Regions from separate parts of the Hordeum vulgare genome. Here region 2 is linked to region 1. The links are chromatin contacts, called in public Hi-C maps. All regions are on one chromosome and are shown on one strand. Each heading gives the region's core, a stretch centred on a gene start, on an enhancer-like site or on the middle of the called end of the contact. The rest is flanking DNA. Distances are from core to core; before and after follow the strand shown.

The links. A called contact is a pair of places that touch in the nucleus more often than the background predicts.
Region 2: a contact with region 1 is called in a Hi-C map of leaf, with 1.8 times the contacts expected there. The contact joins the promoter of LOC123449888 here to the promoter of LOC123449887 in region 1. A contact is called at or near these places in 2 of 6 Hi-C or Micro-C datasets (leaf and seedling).

Annotation. Positions count from the first base shown.
Region 1 is chr4H:595,227,770-595,232,134 of MorexV3_pseudomolecules_assembly, reverse strand. LOC123449887 (TVP38/TMEM64 family membrane protein slr0305-like) reads right to left here and starts at 1,599. Exons shown (of 5, transcript XM_045127247.1): 1 at 1,422-1,599. The coding sequence starts at 1,468.
Region 2 is chr4H:595,388,249-595,392,130 of MorexV3_pseudomolecules_assembly, reverse strand. LOC123449888 (B3 domain-containing protein Os03g0120900-like) reads left to right here and starts at 1,923. Exons shown (of 1, transcript XM_045127248.1): 1 at 1,923-3,882. The coding sequence starts at 2,684. The coding sequence ends at 3,652.

The DNA of each region.
Region 1 (4,365 bases), core at 350-2,849:
TACTGATACTGCACACGAACAAATCTTACTAATTTGTGTCATACATGAAGGGTTAAGGTTGACATGTGTGTCCAAATTAAAGTTGCACAGTCCCAACTCCCTGTTATTTCTTTAAAACAATATTCCGTTACAGCTTAGTTGCACACATAACTGAACTCGCACTCAAATGCACTGGTTTGGCCGGCATGTTGTAGACTTGTAGTGTAGCAAATGGTCGCTCAATCATGATACTTAAAGTAGCATGGATGTAACATGCTAGTGTAAGTAAGATTCCCAAATTGGACACATCATTAGTTTCTTCCCAACGCAAAAAATTTGAGTAATGTGACTCATTTCATAGTTAAATGAATCCTAGGCGACACCTGTTATCTCTAAAACCATGACGCTTGGCCACAGGGAACCCGAAGCAGCAATCCAAAACGGAAAAATAAGATTATATAATCTGAAGCCAATATCAGGATATAACACACTCATAAGTTGCCTGAATTATGGTCGAATCTCAGTCACGTTTGTAAACCCTCGGATGAACATCCAGCCATTTTCATCCCAAAACCCAACCTCACCCAACATATCAAACTAAAAAATCATGTCTGCTAAAGTCGCAAACTTACAATAGTACAAATTTTCTGTCCATATATGAGATGTACAATTTTGAAGGGAACCGAGATTTACGGAAACTTTCGACAGACAGCCGAGAATGAGGAAACGGACAACATAAACCAAGCATGAAATCGTTAAGTACTAGGAACCCGAAAAGGATCGCCTCCTCTTTGCTGTCATTCCTCCTAAATTCCGAGTGCATGGGTCATACCGAAATATAGCTGGCGCACGGGATTAGGCTAGTAACAGGTAATCCCATGCCCCCCCAGCTCTAATCAATGGTGGGTAGGCGGCAGCGTGAAACGGATCCCCATCCCGGAGCCACCGCCCAGACAGGGGTGGATGGCCAGCTCCAGGGCAGGAGCAGAGCGAAGGCAGCAGGTGGGTGGGGGCAGCGTGCCAGACAAGAGAGAACCTCGGAACCACACAAAAATCTTAGCAGTACTAATTCTCATTTTATATACTACTCTACTAACTATATCATTGTTCTTCCAACAAACTAGGAGCAGTAACAAAGGTGGATGGGAATGATAATAACCAAAGAATAATGCTACTAGGAAAGTAAGCCGCGATTTGGCGTGCCTAGACCTATATTTCAGCTAGGAACAAGAGAATAACAGGCTGATAACAAAACCTCCTAATGCGATTTGGCCGCGACCTAACCACCACCTAAGCCCTGACGCCCAGAGAAGACGAGCCATCCGCCGGAATCGCTCGCCCCCCCCACCCCCCAGGAAAAAAAAAAGGTGAAAACCCGAGCAGGGAAAACCAAGAAAAGCAGCAGGAACCGCGGCGGCGGCCGGAGAGGTGCGCGCTGGTACCTGGCCGCCTCCCCGGGCTCAATGTCGAGAGGGAGGACGCGCGGCATGCCGTCGAGGGCGGGGATCGGTCCACAGCCTTGCTTCCTCCTCCTCCCCTTTCCCTCGCTTCTGGAAGCTCGCGGTGGAGGGGAACGACGAAAGCAGAGTAGAGAGGGGGAGGGGAAAAGAGAGAGCGCGTACTCGAAACAAAAAGCGAAAAGCGAAAAAAGGATGGGCGGGGCGGGGGAAAGTACCGGAGTGCCCCGCACTAGCGGCGTGGTGGTTAGCCCACGTGGACGGACGGACGAAACTGCCCCTGCCCTCGCCCCGCCTCGGGGAAGCGGAATGAATATTCGCCGGGGTGCGACTCGTGTCACCGATGCGGCGGGTCCACCGTTCCGGGGAGCGGAGGTCTTCGTTCCTTCGGGTTCGGGCCGGGCCGGGCCGGGCCCGTCCGACCGAGCGGCTCAAGGTCGATTCGATTCCCCGTTGCTTTGTGTTGTTGGTCGCCACTTTGCTTCAAACCAAAGCTACGCCTCTAAGATCATCTCACCCTCCCTCAAAAAAACAAAAACAAAATCATCTCACCCAAACAAACAAACAAACAAAAACTAGGCCTCTAGATACCCACCCTGCTTGTGTGGTCAAACCGCCATCCACTGTCGCCGTGAGTCGTGACACGCCGATGAATGAATCTCTAGGAATAACTAGCTGGAACTTTCTTTTGCCTCTAGAAAAACTCTTTTCTTCTACGTTTCCAGCGCTGCTTATCGCATTTCAAGAGGATAAGGCCGAGGGTTGACAATTGCGACTGGCTTTCTTGTGTTGAAAGGCATCGCAATCTTCTGGATTGCTCGGTCAATAGTTTGCAGGTTGCAGCAACACGGCAGATTATCATTTTTTTTTTCTTTTGCGCACTTGTTTGGAAATTCCTAGAGATACCGAGTTTCGTATCGCGCATGCTCATACGACTTTTGTTTAAGAATTATACTCACTCCGTCCTTAAAAAGAGTGTGCTTTTAACTTTGTTGGAGGGTCAAACCATCTCAAAGTTTGACGAGTTTGTGCAAAAATATTATAATGTTTGTGAAAATCAAATACGTATATGATGAAAATATATTTTATCATGTTTCTAATCTACTAATTTGATGGAGAGCGCCAAGAGCTCTGAGTTTTGTCTATGTTCTCGGTCATCTGACGTGGGGTGATGTCACCTTTTTTTTCTCCAGCCCGTTTCTCCCTTGTCCCAGCTCGCCGCCTTTTTCTTTTCTGTCTAGGCTTTGGTCTGTTTTTTTTTCTTTCATATCTTCCTCCCGCTGTCACGTGACCCGAGGAAAAAAGCACCTGGGTCCAGAGACATTTGTCCCTCTCCTCAACACTCTCCCTCCTGCCCATCCCTAGCCCCATGGTCGGCTAACCTTCAAAGGTGTTAGGGCAAATAAATCCCGAGATCTATGACCTAATTTAACTTAAAAAAACTTGGGAAAGAATCAGTGTGCAGGCAAAACAAAATAAAAAACGTGTAGCAGCATGGATCCAGATGTGGGAGCTCAGCAAAACACACAAAGAACTCACCAAGGTAACCTGCTTTGATTTCTTTATCTTGTTTCTATATCTTGCCTGCTTTGATTCCTTTTGACAATTGTTTGCTTGGGCAAAAAGAGGCAAAATGATACCAGCAACATTGTCTGATTAGATTTTGTCTCTCGAGAAAATTTATGATCCAAAAGGTGACAACCTGGATAAAAAGGAAAAGAAAAACTATTTGACCAAATTTTGTCTCCCGCAATGCAACTATAATTAGTGCTTATGGAGGCTACCTGCTTGACAATCAGGTTAGATATGAGACAAAGATATAGATAGAAACCAATTTCATTTTCATTAAAAGGTGGTGCATTTTCGTTGTCTCAAGAAAACAAATTGCTGGAAAAAAAAAGTAGTTTGTTATGCAGCAAGGAACACTTACTTTAAACTGAAAAGAAAATGCTCTTTGTTTGCACGTGATGTCATACATAAACCAACATGGTGAATTTGACTTTGTTGAGTCAAGCACGGTGCGTGCAACATCATATAGATTATGGTTGGACTGTGAAGTTGCTCCTGGTTGTAGTTAGAACCAAGCACAAACAAATACTCATCTGCATAACATGAGAGTTGCTCAATGTTGCATGGATAATATGGATATAGGGCACTGGATATGAGATACATGGATGTGAAAAGGGAAATATGAGATACGACCAATCATTGCCCGTCGATGCGTCCGCGGGCGTTTGAGGGATCGAATTTGCAAGTTTCGGCTGTAGATGCTTTAATGCTACTAATTTGATGGCATAAATGTTGATGTGTTATTGTATAAATACAATCAAACATAAAGAAAATTGACTTTCCAATAAAGTTGGAAGTAGTACATTCTTTCAAGGACGAAGCGAGTACATGTCTATCCATTAGATGGCTGAAACTTTTATTTTTTCTAATCGTTTCTTTCTTGTGAACATAATACAATCATAAAATGCTGAAATATATATTCATACATACACCCTGGCCTTACAAGCACCTCCGAGATACCGTATGCATAAAAAATGTTGATCATCTAAGCTACGCTTTGTTAACAATCCGGCCATTTGTTAGTGCCCTTGCATTTTGCATCCATATCCATCAAAAAAGAGGAATGGGGATTGTTGTTTTGCAATCTTGTTTTTTTTTTCTTTGACACAAACCAACTATTGGGTGTTCTTTGTTTTTACAAAACAATAAAATTTACTAATAGTTAGTCAAGACATACCTAAGTACTTCATGTGTTTGCCAATCAAACAACATACAATTCACATCATCGTTGCAGCTATGGCATATCCATACCATAATTCTTGAGCTGAAATCAAAGTTCCTGTGACAACTCTCACGACCAAGTCTGTGGTTCACGTTTGTCCTCATAATAGCATCCATCAACATTAATGCTTATGAAAAC
Region 2 (3,882 bases), core at 674-3,173, 160 kb before region 1:
CCACTTGAGATAACCATGCATGCAAAATGCAATGCACACACATGCACCGAGCTATCGAATGGTCAACAAAGTGCTCAACCAATCCACAGGTAGCCGGCGGCCGGCTGGTCCCAAATTATGGTGACTCGGGATGCATCTTTAGCTCAACTTGGTTGTTTGGAAAGTGGAGAGAGGCAAAGAGATTTCTCAACCCAATCCATGCTTGACAAATTTTAACTAGTCAAATCCTTTCGGTTAAAACTAAAATCCTTTAGATGACTAGAAAAAGATCATGAATGCGTTTTCAGGTTTGCTAAGTGAGGTGGGGAGCAGATTTCCTTTAGATGACTAAAATCCTTTAGGCTAAAGTCACAACTAAGTGAGGTGGGGAGCAAATTTTTTCAGTTTTCCAAAAAAGCTTAATTTTCTACTTCGGGTGCGCCGGTACTTCACAACTTCTTGCCATGTGACCATATAGGCCGGACCTAAAACTCAAGTACCCATAACTATTAGATTTTGCTAAGACTGTATATTGTAAAAAACATGAACATCGTCAACCGTAAGTAAAGTACAATTTGTCGTAATTTAACTTTCCTGGTCATAAACTTCCACGCTACAACCAAAACTAGCAGATAATTTGATTTACAAATAAAAACTAGCAAGACAAGAAAGGAAGAAACCTTTCACAAGTCTAATCAGCCGTCAACTACCCCTGTCCCAATGCCTCACGATTCTCCCACAAAACAAAGGCAAACCCCCCGAAAACAAACAGCCACTCGACATATATATATTAGTAGCATCTGCCCACCTCATGTGCCAAGAGAACAGCCAGCAACATGTGTGTGCACCTTATAAAATATGCATCTACTGGTAAGTAGCTACAGATTGTACCTTATTGAATGCACCACATGTGTCTGAGTGTGCCCATAAAATAGGCGCCTTCTCACTCCTGGGGCCGAATCAGAGGTGAGCAGCCATACTGACCTCCCTCTCCTCATCTTCTCTGACATACTACAATAGCTGGCCCTGCAGTGGCAATTTCTAATTGCATGAAGATAACCTGAAATAAGTTCAGAGACAGTCTGACTAATTAAATATTGCCCTTAACAGACTCACGTTGTTGCAATTATTCTATCTGGATGCGTTCATGATTTTATTTGGGGATTTTATAGGTTTTGAGGTCTAAGGTAATACACGAATGGAAGATCAATTCAATATGCCAACAAAATAAGAAAGCATGTTCAGTCTTCAGTGTCAGAATAATTGTGTGCAGGTTGCAACAAGAGTAGTTCAAACTTAGCATCGTCTTGTGATAAGAACAAGGCAGCTAATACTAAGCATACTACTGATAAGATATCCAGTGTATTAATTCCGGGTATATATATGCGTCTATTTCATTTATTTATGATATGGTGCAACCACTGGGAAAACAAAAAATATGTAGCACACGGATTCATTTCGGAATGCTAGCTTAACCCCAAAGAGCAATGAAATTTTGAATAGCCACTTCAAGGTCAAGTCAAGATACAACGCAAAATTAATATAGCCAGCTGATAACAGCCAGCTAGCTAGCACTGCCTAACACAGTTGGCTTACATTCAACTTCATACTCAAGGATATATGAAAGACTCGAATCAAATGAAATAGTATGTAGGTCATACATGCATACGGACACACATACAGATACAAACAAATTCTATAGACATTAGTAATAATATGAGCATAAAATACAAATCGAATCAAATAGTAGTCCATGTTCATACATACCACAAACAAATTACATGTACTTGTAGTAATAATACGAGGTAGCATAAAATACAGTTGTTTTGATGCCTACCAATAAGGATATACATACATACATACATGTTGAAAAATCAGATCCAACAACTGGCATTTTGGGGCTCATCATCTGCCTAACTCGCATAAAGGCTCTCCCTATAGCATGACAAGGACAAGCTCACATGAGCTCAACCAGATAATCAATGGGGCCCACCCTAGGTAGCTAGCTAGCAAGCTACTAGCTAGCTCTCACACCCCATCCTCCTTCCTCTCCTTTAAAAAGCAAGCTACTTGTATTGTGCCCACTCTTCCCCCCCTCCATCATACAGTACATTGCACACACGTATACATACATACACATACACATACATACACACTAGACACGCTAGCTAGCTAAGGAAGCTAGGATAATTACCTTTGGTTGCAAGCCAAAAGCAAGCATCCATCCCATCCAGAACCAGCCTCATCTCCATTTCTCATCCTCCCCCTTTCCTCTCCGGCCGGCCGGCCTCTCACCAAGAACGACCTTCATAGTACCCACCCCACCATCGATCCTTCCTCCACCCTTCTTCCTCCTCCTCCCCATCCTCTTCTTGCTCGATCTCATGCCTGGATCCTGCAAGAAGCTCAGGCTTTAGGTAGTTAGCAGGCAGATCGAGCTGTTCCCCACCTTCACAGCTTCTCCTGCTATGCCAGTCGCCCGAGAATTCTAAATTCCAATCTCCCAAGCTAGCCAAATATTGTAAGCCCACCCAAATCCTACACTTATAAACAACAGTAACAGCACAGCACTGGGAGTGGGAGAAGGGGAGCACCAGCTGCTGGTCAAAGGTCAAGGCCAGCAGCGAGGACGAAGCAGAAGCAGGCAAGGGGAGGAAGGAGGCATCTACCACCTAACCTACCTCTCCTCCATCGATCGGTGCACATGGAGTTCACCGCAATCAGGGCCTCCACGGCGGCCGCTGGTAGCTGCTCGTCGCCGCCCGCGGCGGATCATAAGGCTGATGAGGAGGAGGCTGCGGCGGTGGAGAAGGAGCACATGTTCGACAAGGTCGTGACGCCGAGCGACGTGGGCAAGCTGAACCGGCTGGTGATCCCGAAGCAGCACGCGGAGAAGTACTTCCCGCTCGACGCCTCCTCCACCGACAAGGGCCTCCTGCTCAGCTTCGAGGACCGCGCCGGCAAGCCGTGGCGCTTCCGCTACTCCTACTGGAACAGCAGCCAGAGCTACGTGATGACCAAGGGCTGGAGCCGCTTCGTCAAGGAGAAGCGCCTCGACGCCGGGGACACCGTCTCCTTCGGCCGCGGCGTCGGGGAGGCCGCAAGGGGCAGGCTCTTCATCGACTGGCGCCGCCGCCCCGACGTCGTCCTCCCGCCCGGGCACCACCGAGGCTTTGCCCTCCCCTCCATGCCCTTCTCGCCGTGGATGGCGCACCCGGCCGGACCCGGCGGCGCTGGCGGCAGGATGTTCCTCCAGGCGACTACTCCGGCGTCCGTCTACGACTACGACGCCTACCAGTACCAACACCAACACCACCACCAGCGGCGACACATCGGGTACGACGGCTACGGGGCAGCACCCGGCAGGCAGGTGCTCTTCTACCAGCCGCAGCAGCAATACCACCGCCAGCACCAGTCGCTGGTCCTGGAGTCGGTGCCGGTGCGCATGGCGGCAGTGCCAGGGCAGTACCCGGTCCCGGAGCCGTCCCCGGTGGCGACGTCGGGGTCGAAGCGGGTGCGGCTCTTCGGGGTGAACCTCGAGTGCGCCACAAACGCCGAGGAGGACTTTGAAGGCGTGAGGACGGCGCCTCCGGCGCTGCAGCTGCTGTCACCGGCCTCCTCATCGTCGTCGTCGTCAGGGAAAGCGAGGTGCTCTTTGAATCTTGACTTGTGAAGCGCTAAGAGTGGGCGGTCGTACGATCCACCACTACTACCACTACTGCTACTCAGATTCTGACACAAACGGGGCCGCCGCCGCCGCCGGGCGTTCGCAAAGGAGAAATTAACCTGTCGGAGAAGTAAACAAATGCGGCGGCGGCGGCCGGTGCATGCTTGGAGCATCTAGCCTCTTCGTAATCACTTCCTTTGGTATATATAGCTCATGATCCCTCGATCCTTAATTAT